2 separate regions of the Mus musculus genome follow, and region 2 is linked to region 1. A link is a contact called in public Hi-C data. All regions are on one chromosome and are shown on one strand. Each heading gives the region's core, a stretch centred on a gene start, on an enhancer-like site or on the middle of the called end of the contact. The rest is flanking DNA. Distances are from core to core; before and after follow the strand shown.

Region 1 (6,244 bases), core at 2,628-5,127:
GCTAAACATATTTGATTATGTTGAATTATTATGTCTGATACTAAAAATGTTGGAAAGATGGCTCAATGCAGAAAGCACTTGGCATGTAAACATCAAGACCTGAGTGCAAATCTCCAGAATCTAAGGAAAGCCATGCAGAGTAGTGTATGCATCTGTAAGCCCAATTCTCATAGAGGTAAAATAGAGAAAGAGACAGGAAAATTTCAAGAAGCTCAAAGGCTAGCTAGCATGTAACATACAGTGGAGAAAAGTGACAAGAGACCTTGTCTCAGTTAAGGTGGAAAGTAAATACTGGTTAAGCCTAGGTTGTCCTGATGTCCACAAGTATGTCATAGCATGTGTGTGTACTTGTATTCACATGTTAATGCATGTACATATAATACACAAAATTAAAAAGCTACTTACATAAATATGGTTAAATTTTACTATTTGTGTAAAGCAATTTTTCCAGTAAACCTTACTTGAATGAAACATGTAACTTCCTAGATATCCCCAAAAAGAAAACCATTGCTAATAGTGAATTACAGACTTTTTCCACTCAAAAAAAAGATTCTTAGTTTAGAGAGGGAGTTGGTATGCTGATTTAAGTTGTCAGACAAAATGAAGAGCTAGGTGGAAATTAAAATTCAAATGATAGGTGCTAGGGAGATAGTTTAGTGGGTGGTAAAGGCATTGCTACTAAGCCTGATAACATGAGTTCTATCCCCAGGAACTACTTTGTAGAAGGAACAAACAGACTCTCACTCATGCAAATGTGTTTACACACATGTACACACAAACACACACATGCACGCTAAACAATGATTAAAAATGAAACCGATGGAACATTTGCTTTCATTCTGGAAGACTATGAACTGGACCATCAGAGATACAGAGGCAAATGGGAGAGGGGGCAGTAATCAAGATGTATGCTGGGGACTTGAGGATGAGAGTACAAAAAAATAGAGTTATGGAAAAGCGAATGACAATAAATGGCTGCATGTGGTTGAATCTGAGTATGCACGAAGTATAGTGTAAGAGAGATATACCTAACTGGACAACTCCATTCAGACTATATCAAATGAGATTGTATACCCTAGGCCAAGGAGTCAGGCTTCAATGAGTAATATAGAATAAGTAAAAATTCTGAGCAGGATATAATCACATATGCCACACAAAAAGCAAGAAACAAAAAAATCAAAAAACAAAAATTAAAAAAAATGAAAATAATTCTGATGAAATTTTAAGGGAATATAGTTAAAGATAATCACTGAACATTGAGGATACTGGATGTAGGAAAACCAGAAACAAGTTAGGTTATAGAAATATGCCAAGGAATTATAAAAGCAGCACGAATATGAAAAAAATATTTTGATAATGGAAGACACCAAGAAAGATAGATTTACATGACTGATAGGCACATACTAAAGGGTTAAAATGGAGTTTCCCTGTCTTCACCTATTGTTTGGCTGTGGGCCTCTGCCTCTGCTTCCATCAGTTACTGGAGGGAACCTCAATGATGGTGATTGGGCTAGGCACTGAATCCTGAGTATAATAGAATATTATTCGAATCATTTCATTGACTTGTTTGTCAGTTGTGTTTGGTTCTACCCTAGGTCTCTGAGCTTCCAGATTCCGCCCATCTACATAGTGTTAGGCATGGGCTGACTCTTCTGGTGTGGACCTCAATTCATACTAGTCATTGGTTGGCCACTCCCACAATGCTCTGGGCCACCATTGCCCCAGTGATAACCATGGAGCCTGTACCAGGCCCTCTGAATATGATGTGCTGTGGGTTTAGGGTAGAGTTATGTTTAAACTCCTAACAATGGAGCATGTGTCTCTGACTCTTGCCTGCTGATGGGACCCTTTTCCTCCTACTGGGTTGCCTTGTCCAGCCAGCTTTGACACGAGGGTCTGTGCCTGGTCTTATTTTAAAACCTGCTCTTTCCTGAAGGGAAACAGGGGAGAAGTGAGGGGAAGTGTGAAGAGGACTGGAAGGGAGGGAGGGATGGAGGGAGGGAGGGAGGGAAGGAGGGGAGGGAGGCTGTGGTTGAAAAAACATAGTAAATGTTTTTTTTTTTTTTAAAGATGACTTTGTTGATACTTAGAGCATGTGACTCGAAGCATTGTGATGTCATTATCTGTGATTGGGAACAGTGGATAAGTAGCACTTTTAGAAAGCTGTAAGGCATTGAGGAAGAAGAGAACTACAGTAATGTCTAGGATAGAGCAAAATAAAAAAACAAACAACAATAACCAAGAAAATGTTTACAGGGCTGGGGAGAAGTAGCAAAGTACTTGATTTGCAGTCCTAGCATCGGAAAAGCAGAGAAGGGAGCATCCTTGGGGCTTGTGGCCAAGCCCATCCAGATCAGTGGGCAAACTCAAGGTTCAGTGGGAAAATGTGTTTCAAAAAATAAGATGGAAAGAAACGAAGGAAAACAACTTGACATTGAACCCTGGCTTGCCCATACATGAGGACATGCCCCTAACACACATACAAACACACACACAGACACACACACACAGACACACACACCTCAAAAAAAGAAATGCCTTTCTTCAAAATGTCTACTTATTTAAAATTTATATAAATGGGGGGAATGCACTGGTATCATACAAAATATTCTTCTAAGTGGTCCTTCAGCCTCTGAGCCATGTTGAAATGAGACATGCGTCTTTTATATGACTGGGAGTGTAATTCAGTGTATTTCACTGTTCAACTTCAGAAGGTATGTATGAATATAGATTGTGGGTATTGAAACACAAACGTGTTCCTGATATATACACAGTGTACATTCTTGACTTTTAATTTTTAAGTCTGCATACAGAGTGGCTAGTCTGAGTAGCCACTTCTGCTGCTTCATCTGTATCTTCTAAAGGGGGGGGGGTAAAAACTCTAGAATTCTACTAGTCACTTATTAGAGGGTCACATCCATGATGTATAAAGAATTCTTTCAAATGGCAATATTTTCTAAAGTTAACTTTTAAAAGTCGCTGTACTGTCAAATATCATATCCATTACAGTATCACACTATGTGACTAATGAAAATTTTCCAGACAGATGTTTCCCTTATAGGAAAAAAAGACAGAATGTTAGGTTTTAGTTTCATGGCTAGAAATTTAAAAACAACAAAGACCCTTTTCCTCCTAACTTACAAATTCTTTTACCCATAAGGGAAATTTTGGTCATATGTTTTAGATGAAATTTAGTCATGTTTGTTTTAGATAAAGATAGAGGAAATGCTGCCTGCATTTTATACTCTCTTCACTTCCTGTACCTTCTGCATTTTTGTTCCACGGAAATAGGACAGTGAGCCATTAACTTCTATCACACCGAGTTGTCTGTCATGCATCAGTCAGTAGGAGCCCTAAGAATTTTAACTGTCACTTGCAAAGATAGTTTTTTTTTGGGGGGGGGAGTAGGAGGCTTTAACTATCTATAGGAATGAGCTGGAGAGAACCAGAAGAGCCAGGTTTGGTTCCCAGACACATAGTAGTTTCTAAGTATCTGTAAGTGCAGTTTCATGGGCTCTGACAGCCACCTGTCACTGTAGTGCATGCACATTGTTCATGGTGCTCATAAAGACATTCACACAAACACTCATATGCATCAACTGATAAAAGGATCTTTGGTGATAGCTTTTGAATATATTAGGGAAGGATCCAAGCCTGGGTACTCAATGGTGTTTCTAGGTGGCCCAATCTTTTGTCTTTTGCTACTCAGAGCTGTAAATTTCAAGGATTGTTTATTTGGGTTAAAAAAAATCCACAATATATACCACCATTTAAGATTTTTTACTCTTAGTCCTTGAAAATGGAAACACTATCTTAGTATTGTCCTTTGTGTTTAAATTCTAGTCTAAAGGTCTTATTTGTAGGTGGTTGTTTATTCCAGGCTGGAGTTTAATCATTAACCTTGAGTAATACCTTAACCTAGTATCAATAGGGGGTTTCTCTGGTTGGCAATACATTAACATTCAAAGAACCCTTCTTTTGCTTAGGATCATTCATCTTGGGTCATAAAAACTAGGAGGATTATAAACCTTGATAAGCATTGGAATGACTTAAACAATGACATTTTCAGAACATTGAGAAAGATAAGGTTTGTCTTGCTTTTCTAACCAAACATGTTTGGGAGTAGAAAGGTTATTACAGATATGAGATCTTTAGTAACAGTAGTAGTGTAAGTTCAGGTTTGTCCTTAACTGGCACTAAATAGAAACGAATACTTCTATCACCACTTTGTGTTATTTTCTTTGCTACCCTGAACAGGCCTATATATAAAACCTTAGAGCTCTTGAAACAAAATATCTGCCTACCTGCCTGCCTGCTTGCTTTCTCTTTCCTTTCTTGTAATAAATGTTAGATGGATCAAGATTAACCTTTTATTTTGTTATTCTTTTCTTCTTTATTATGTTTTGTAAGACATAGAACATAAGAAAGAAAGAAAGAAAGAAAGAAAGAAAGAAAGAAAGAAAGAGAGAGAGAAAGAGAGAGAGAGAGAAAGAAAGGAAGGAAGGAAAGGAAAGAGAGAGAGAGAGGGAGGGGGAGAGAGAGAAAAAGAAAGAAAGAAAGAAAGAAAGAAAGAAAGAAAGAAAGAAAGAAAGAAAGAAAGAAAGAAAGAAAGAGTTGCCTTCTATTTCATACATGGATAGAATGAGCTTTGTCTGTATTAGCCTACCCATTGCCTTCTCTTGTCTCATTGTCTTCGCCTTTCACTAGTCTGCTTCTCCTTCTCAAGTAGCTTGTGCAAATTTGATATTATCTTTAAAGATGTAGAAAAATACCACATTGTGATCATGTGATGGACTGTCAAACATATATGAGATGATTTGTCAAAAATCCCTATATTGATACATAAAGCTTTATATATATTAATATTGAGTAAATATGACAATCTGCCTACTTATAAATTAAAAAAAAAGATACATCTAAGTATTTTAATAATCCCGTGGAGGTAAGTTCTATTGTTTGTCAGTAGTGGACTATTTGTCATTAAGAAGGCCTTCACACAGTTTGCATATTGGGGCAATTTCTTAGGCCTGTACTCCTAGCTACTCAGGAGGATCAGGCAGAAGGACCTGAGTTTCAGGCTTGCCTGGGATGCAGAGTGAGACAAGCAACCTAGACTCCAAGTGTAATGCGTTGAATTATGGTTAATGGCGTTGCCATGCCTTCCTTTAAAGCAGCTGTTCTCGACACAGAGGGGTCATGCATCAGATACTCTGCCTATCAGATATTTACAGTACAACTCATAACGTTAGCAAAAATACAGTTATGAAGTAGCAACAAAACAATTTTTATGGTTGGGGGTCACTACAACATGAGGAAACTGTATTAAAAAGAACAAAACCCTAGGAAGGCTGAGAAGCACTGTTTTCAACTATGAGCTCCTGAGATCAATGACCAAATCTTCACATGGTTAGAGCCCTTATGGCTTTTGAATGTAATAAGTGCTTAATAATGTTAACTGAATGATAACATAGCCTTTTGTGTCAGCAGGTCTCATTTTAAATGTTTTAAATTATCCATTCAATTGGCTTTTTTATATTAATGATCTCAAAGTAAAACTGAATTCATTTTCTTTTACAGGTGCTGGGGACATTGTTGCAATCATGATTGGCAATCTGAAAGGAACAAAAATTCTGCAGTCTATTCAAAGAGGCATCCAAGTCACAATGGTCATCGAAGTAGGGAAAAAACATGGCCCTTGGGTGAATCATTATTCAATTTTCTTCGTTTCTGTGTCCTTTTTCATAATTACGGCAGCAACCGTGGGCTATTTCATCTTTTATTCTGCTCGAAGATTACGAAATGCAAGAGCTCAAAGCAGGAAGCAGGTTTGTCATGCTCCCTTTGCCTATTCAAATATTTCTACTGTTGCACTTACAGTTTGGTTTCGTGGATATTATTATACTTACTAGACACAGATCTATAAATATGCTTTTGAAATTCAGTCATTCAGAAAGGATATCAGCTCTCATCATCTCAAGTTTTATATTCTGTCATTTGTCAAAGTTAATCCTGCTTGATTAAGTCTTTTAACACCTCTAAGGGTACACAGCCAACATTTATTTCTAAATGACTGTAAATACATATGTTGCTTTAAATGAACTGTTTTCCTAAATTATAAGAGCATTTCACACTCAAAGAAATTAGAAAGTACAGATGAAGAAATATTCATAAAACCAAGATAACTGTTATCACTGCCTGAAGGTAAATGTGCGTGTGCTCACGCAAGAGAATTAATGAATGAATG
Region 2 (6,244 bases), core at 1,387-3,886, 44 kb after region 1:
AATGGTAATGTATATCCTGTGATGTTGGAGGTATGTGATCTGCTTTTTTATTATTTTTTTTTATTTTATAGGGGATTACAGTGAAGTAGTTGGATAAACATCAGAAGAGACTTTGAGCTTTGGACTTTTAACATTGTTGAGACTGTTAAAAACTATGGGGGTGGGGCATTTGAAGTTGACTAAATGTATTTTGCATTATGCTATGGCTAGGTATGTCCCCAGAGACTCATTGGTTTGTACAAGCCTATGGGGGCCAGGGAGTAGCATGTAGTAATTTGAGTATGTGTGACCCAGGGAATGGCACTAATAGGAGGTGTGACCTTGTTGGAGTAGATGTAGCTTTTTTGGAAGAAGTGTGTCACAGTGGGGGTGGTCTTTGAGACCCTTCTCCTAGCTGCCTAGAAGCCAGTCTTATCCTGTTTGACTTTGGAACAAGGTGTAGAACTCTCAGCTCCTTCAGCACCATGACTGCCTGGATACTACCCTGCTTCCCACTATGATGATAATATACTGAACTTCTGAACCTGTAAGCCAGCCCTAATTAAATGTTGTCCTTTATAAGAGTTGCCTTGGCAGCATAGACACACAGGTCCAAGGCCCCTGGCAAATATATATTAGGGGACTGACTGGTCTGGTTTCAGTGGGAGAAGATATACTCAATCCTTGAGAGACTTGAGGCCCCCAGGGAAGGGGGATGCCTGGTGGTGGGGAGCACACTCTAGGAGGCAAGGGAGGAGGAATGTGATGAGAAATTGTGGGAGGGGAAACAGGAGGGAAGGCAATGGCTAGAATGTAAATAAATAAAATAAGTAAAAAAAAGAGTTGCCTCGGTCATGGTATCCTTTCACAGCGATGAAAATCCTAACTAAGACACTTATTAATGAGCATAGCATGCGATACATTAAGTTCCAGGACAATATCAGCAGCGATATTCAAGATTGTTTGTAATTCCTAAGTATTTTACAGGAATATTCATAATTGGACAATGAAAAGAATGCCATGGTATTTTAAATGTGGTTTTAGAGAAACAATTATTTGCAAAGACTTGAAGTACATTATGATCAAGACAAATTTTAGCGCAATAGACATAATTCAATTTGAAAACTGTTTTCTTTATACAATCAGTGAAGTGTTTGTTTATAAATGCAAAAGTGTTCTAAATCCCCAGCTCCAGCTCCAAGCTGGAAGTGGGCCTGATCTTAAGACAGAGTATCTGGGTAGCCCTGGCTGGGTTCAGCGTACAGAGAAGGAACCATCCAATCCTGATGCTCTTTGCCATAACTAGAACCATAAGCATACTGACGGACAATGGCGGCTGGAACTGTACAAATGAAGGAAGACAAAGGCTATCCACATTTGCTGCATTTATTGACCTTTTACTGTGAAGAAATGGAGAAACGATGTGCCTTAATACACCTTCAAAGGGTGACTTTGCGCTAGGAAACACTCTGCCTTGGGATTTTGCTTTGTTGGTGGTGGTGATGGTTGCGTTTTTCTTCCACAAAAATAAATACTTGCTTGTGACATATACCTGCTTCGCCAGAAACCGCCCAAGTCTTGGAAGATTTAGCCTGGAGACACTCCTTGGGGCAGAGTTCACTGGCTCCAGGACTCCTAGTCTGAGTGTCCCAGTCCATTGTCTTAGCCACATGGCCCTATATCTTTATTTTGAATACCTTGCCAACTTCTCAGGACCTTTTATTTGCATTCTTTCTGTAAGCCAGTTTTCACTTTCACTCTATTCTTTTCCTGTCGGGATTGAGTTATCCTAACAACAACAATAACAACAACCAGCCCTCAAATAATTCCTCACAGCAGAACTCTTTCATTTTAGTGCGTAGGCTGTTGTGCAGCATTGTCAAGGTATCAAGAAAATAGGCTGCCCTGCCCTGCAAGGAATTTCGGGTGTTTGTTTGTTTTTTAAGGTTAAAAAAAAAAAAAAGAAATACCTAAAAAGTTGGAGTAGAGATTTTTCAGCCAGTAGTCAAATAAACAGAGGCAGCATGGGGGAAGGGATAATCGCAAGTGTGTGTGTGTGAAGAAGTGTTTTCTGAGATTTACATTCTTCTGGTATGAATGGACAGAATTTAATTTAGGCAAGGCTTTTGAATAACAAGTCTATTCACCCACTGTGAGAGCGTGGGTAAGTAACTTCGCTTGCTAGCGCTTAGCGAGCAAAGCGGAGGATCCACTTTGAAAGATTTCCCTGAGGATTACCTGAGAAATCACCTACTACCTAATAGGCGCAAAGTAAATGGAAGTTGCTGCAGGCTACTGCTTCCTGGATGGGCCATTACTCAAAAATGCCGGAAACTTTGTTTTCAACAAACTAGTCCTCTCACTATAAAAGAACTAGGAACACTGCTGTCATACACGGGGTTAGCTTATTTGAAGCAAAAAGACAAAAGAAAACCCTCTTTAACTTTACACAGGCTAAACTCACTTAACTGGTGGCGGGAGCGCCTCAAAGGCGCCCCCAACCCACCCAACTAGTAACCCAGTGCATTGTGGGAAATGTAGTCTAGGGCTATATTAGACCGGGTACGGGAAAAGTGGATAGAAAACTACAACTCCCAAGAGGAGGTGAAGCGGGGCTATTTCCCAGTCTGGCAGTAGCTCCGTGGGAGGGAGTTGGCACTCTCTCTGCCTACGTGGGAGAGAAGGCACGGTTGGGGGAAGTGTGGAAAACCTCCGGAGGCGCCGCCGCCAACGGAAGACTTGGTGGGAGGAGAAGTAGAGGGGTAAAGACAGGCTGGGAGGGTGGAGGTGAGGAGGACAAATAGGTCGCCTCCGTTCCCGAGGCGGCACAAAGTTCTTCAAGATGTGGCTGAAGCCCGAGGAAGTGCTGTTGAAAAATGCGCTGAAGCTGTGGCTGATGGAAAGATCCAACGAGTACTTTGTCCTGCAAAGGCGTCGAGGCTACGGGGAAGAAGGAGGAGGGGGACTTACAGGTAAGAGGTTGTGGCCAGCTACACCTGCGTTAGGGCTGGGTCCGCTGTCACTGAATAGGTGGCAAGGCAAACAGTTACTCGTCGCTGCCCGCTGCCTCATCTTAAACCCAGGGCGACTGACTGGGGAATTCTGCTCCCGCCACCACCTTTCCTCTGCTACCACCGCGTCCTGACTGTCTTGCACAGGACTCCCAGTTGCTCTTTGGGTCTTACCGCGATAGGAGAAGCTAAGGGGGTTTCCAGTACCTGATGGGTCGCTTCCCATGGCGAAGGGGGCTGATGGGCAGTGCAGTGCGCTAGCTAGACTAGTCCCGTTAAGACAGGCGAGGAGAGCGGGTTCGCGGGTGTGGACTTAACTTTTTTTCCAAAACCTATACAAATAATCACCACCCTAGGGAGTGAGTGCGAGTGTGTGAGGGGCATTGCTAGGACATGGGAATCCTAAGGAGAACGAAGTGCCCCAATCACACCTTGAGAGAGAGGCTGCAAGTGAGATTTGGGTCGGGGCATGGGGCTGCTTGATGCTGGGGAAGTGAAGGAGTAGCCCTCAGAATTACTCACCTCCTCTCAGTTTCGCGTCTTTTGCTATATCCAAGTTTTCAACCCTTGGAATCCCTGTATTCTTCTAAGAGTACATTTCTCTCCAGTGAGTTTGGCTCTGCCCCTTCTTTCAAAGATGTGTAAACCAAACCAATTAAACAAGAAGGAGACTCAACTCTTCTAAGCCAGTCTCCCACAGTTGTTAATCTTAATTCAAAACTGGTCCATGTCTGAAGATTACAAAGAAGGCTGTTTTTAGATCCTTAGTCTTCCATAGGGGCTTTTTACAAATTTGGACCTTGGAGAGACAAGAGCTGTTTTTCATGGTAATTCTTAGTTTGGTATTAGGGCTTTGAAGTGGTGGAGCAGCTTAATTTGGGGAGGGTGATGTAGAGGGAAGAAGCAAAAATCTGACCACCTGAATTTTGATCATATCCTTACCTCTTGCCTGTTGGATGGCATTGATCAAATTCTTTCATATATGCAATCTTTTTTTTTTATGGTGGGTTTAAACTGCTTTTCTCTTCTGAGATTCTTTTTTTATTGATCATTTTATTTGTTTACATTTCAAATGTTATCCCCCTTCCTGGTTTCCCCTCCACACCCCCTTATCCCATATCTCCCTGCCCCCCTCCTCTTTGCCTCTATGAGGGTGCTCCTTCAACCAATCACCCACTCCTGCCTTACCACTCTTGATTCCACCTATGATGGGGTATAAAGTCTCATATATGCAATCTTAAGGTACCACTTTGTGCTAGAATTATAATTTTGGTCACTGCCTTTAAAGTGCTGGGTTGAGAGAGGAGGGTGGAAGTAGACTAGGAAGATTAACTAGTTTACTAGAAAAAAATAGAATCAGAACCAAAGGACTACTGAAGGGTTGAAGGAAGAAGTTTCGTGGCTTATGTGACATTGATCTTCTTTGGCTAAAAAGAATGGTGCTTACTCTATGGAGATATGCGTGTAAACTGTAAGATAATGTTCATAAAGGTATGTTTATGTTAAGGCGAGCCTCCTCTAATGTGGATAGAATTCATATGTCCTATGAGATATATGACTTTACAACTAACAATCATCTGACTTATCCAACTTCTAAAAAGGGCCTTCAGGCAGTATGGGAACAAAAATTGCCCCTATAATAAAAGTAGCATTTTACATTTTTTCCTGAACTTTAAAAATTACAAGTTGTTTTAGAGAAAAGTTTTCATTGAAATGACAGTTTCATTCAAATAGAAATTTCTTTTTAAAATTAATTACTTTCTTTATTTACATCCCAAATGTTGTCCTCCTCCTGGTCCCCCCTCCCAAAGTTCTTCAACCCATTCCCCCTTCACATCTGTGAGGGTCCCATCCCCCTTTCTCTGTGGTATCAAACAGGTCAATTAAAATGGATTTTCTCTTTACCCCACTCACCTCTTTTATTAGTTCCCCATTGCTAGAACACAAGGAACTTCGTCTGAAGAAATAAATGAAAATTTCTATCACTTGCAGATATGTGCTGTGATGAGTAACTTATAGTCAATTTGTATCTGCATGACTGTTTTCCTTGTGACAATAACATGCCTGAAATAACCACCAAAGTCATATAAATTTAACAAAATAACTCAAAAAGGAGCAAAGAGATATTTTAAATGTTTTTGTTGTTGTTGTTGTTCCGTTTGGTTCAGAGCAAAAGTGTATGCTGATTTTCATGGCTGCCTAACTACTGCCTTCTTAGTTAAACTTGTGGAGCTAAGAGCTGTGCTGTCCTCATTTCCATTAGCTTTCATCAGAGCATCAGTATAGGCCAGCATAAACCTGCCTTTGCCCATTTTATGTATTTGATATGTTGTCGTGTTACGTACTATCCCTTTATAAGATTAGTTTATGTTTGGTATAATGGAGAAATGACAGTGACCTTTGAGAAATGTTAATAATTGTACTTTAAAATTTGTTTTCTTTGATATGCGATGATTGGGAGTAATCCCCACCCCCATAATATTATATCTTGAGTATAGATTTGATGAAATTTAGTTGATTCCATTTGAGTGGGGGAGTCTAATTATATAGCTCAGGCCAGCTTCAAACTGACAGTTTTTCTTCCTCATCCTCCCAAATGCTGGTATGATAGGTATTCACTACCACACTAAGCTTGGTGAACTAATTTTTCTTTCATAATGATGATTCTCTCAAAAGAATCTTCACATTAGAGTCCCAAGGTCCCTTTTCTAGAATTATAAGATATTTTTAGTGGGCATCTGGTTAGATTACTGATCATTTATCAAACTTTGTCTTTCTTAGTTATCCTAGGTTACAGCAGAATGGAACTTTTGTAAAAAATTTTTTGTTATACCCAAAGTTGTTATTGTTGCTTTGGTTTCTTGTTTATTTAGAGACTATTTTACCCTGGGTTTTTCTAGTTGCCTCACATTCTCCCTTGGTTGAGAAAGGTAAAGACTGCACGATTGCAGCTAAATTTAGCCCCTTGTTTGATGTAATTAAAATAATTTATGCATACTTGGCTTATTAAGCACAAATCAGCAATTTTCTCTGCTTGGCAGATGAGAGCCACTACGTAGACTACCTCCTGTTAAGTACTCTCCTGAATGTGGCTTAGGGAGACCTGCCAATCAGGAAGTCTTGGGTGTTTGTTGAAAGAATTTTACTCTTGAAGTTTTCATACCTGAATAATGGTAAGAAGGATCTTAGACACTGGATTTATAGTTACCATCAGCAGACCTTTTTATTTTTAATTTCATGTAGAACACCGGTTG

Evidence for each region. Hi-C and Micro-C count contacts between places; a contact is called where the count stands out from the background.
Region 2: a contact with region 1 is called in a Hi-C map of liver, with 1.8 times the contacts expected there. The contact joins the promoter of Tbc1d8b here to the enhancer-like site in region 1. A contact is called at or near these places in 2 of 484 Hi-C or Micro-C datasets (cranial neural crest and liver), 1 of 115 datasets of contacts at active chromatin or transcription factors (embryonic stem cells) and 1 of 9 other capture datasets (adipose tissue).

What each region holds. Positions count from the first base shown.
Region 1 is chrX:139,636,709-139,642,952 of GRCm38.p6, forward strand. It overlaps Rnf128 (ring finger protein 128), which reads left to right. Exons shown (of 7, transcript NM_023270.5): 2 at 5,578-5,825. Among named protein-coding and RNA genes, the nearest start is that of Rnf128, 29 kb to the left of the region's middle. Within about 2 kb of position 3,878, at least 11 of the 459 cell types and tissues checked have an H3K27ac peak or open chromatin away from gene starts, as enhancers often do. A contact at or near this core is called in liver, where this site is marked.
Region 2 is chrX:139,682,360-139,688,603 of GRCm38.p6, forward strand. It overlaps Tbc1d8b (TBC1 domain family, member 8B), which reads left to right and starts at 2,637. Exons shown (of 21, transcript NM_001081499.2): 1 at 2,637-2,951. The coding sequence starts at 2,822.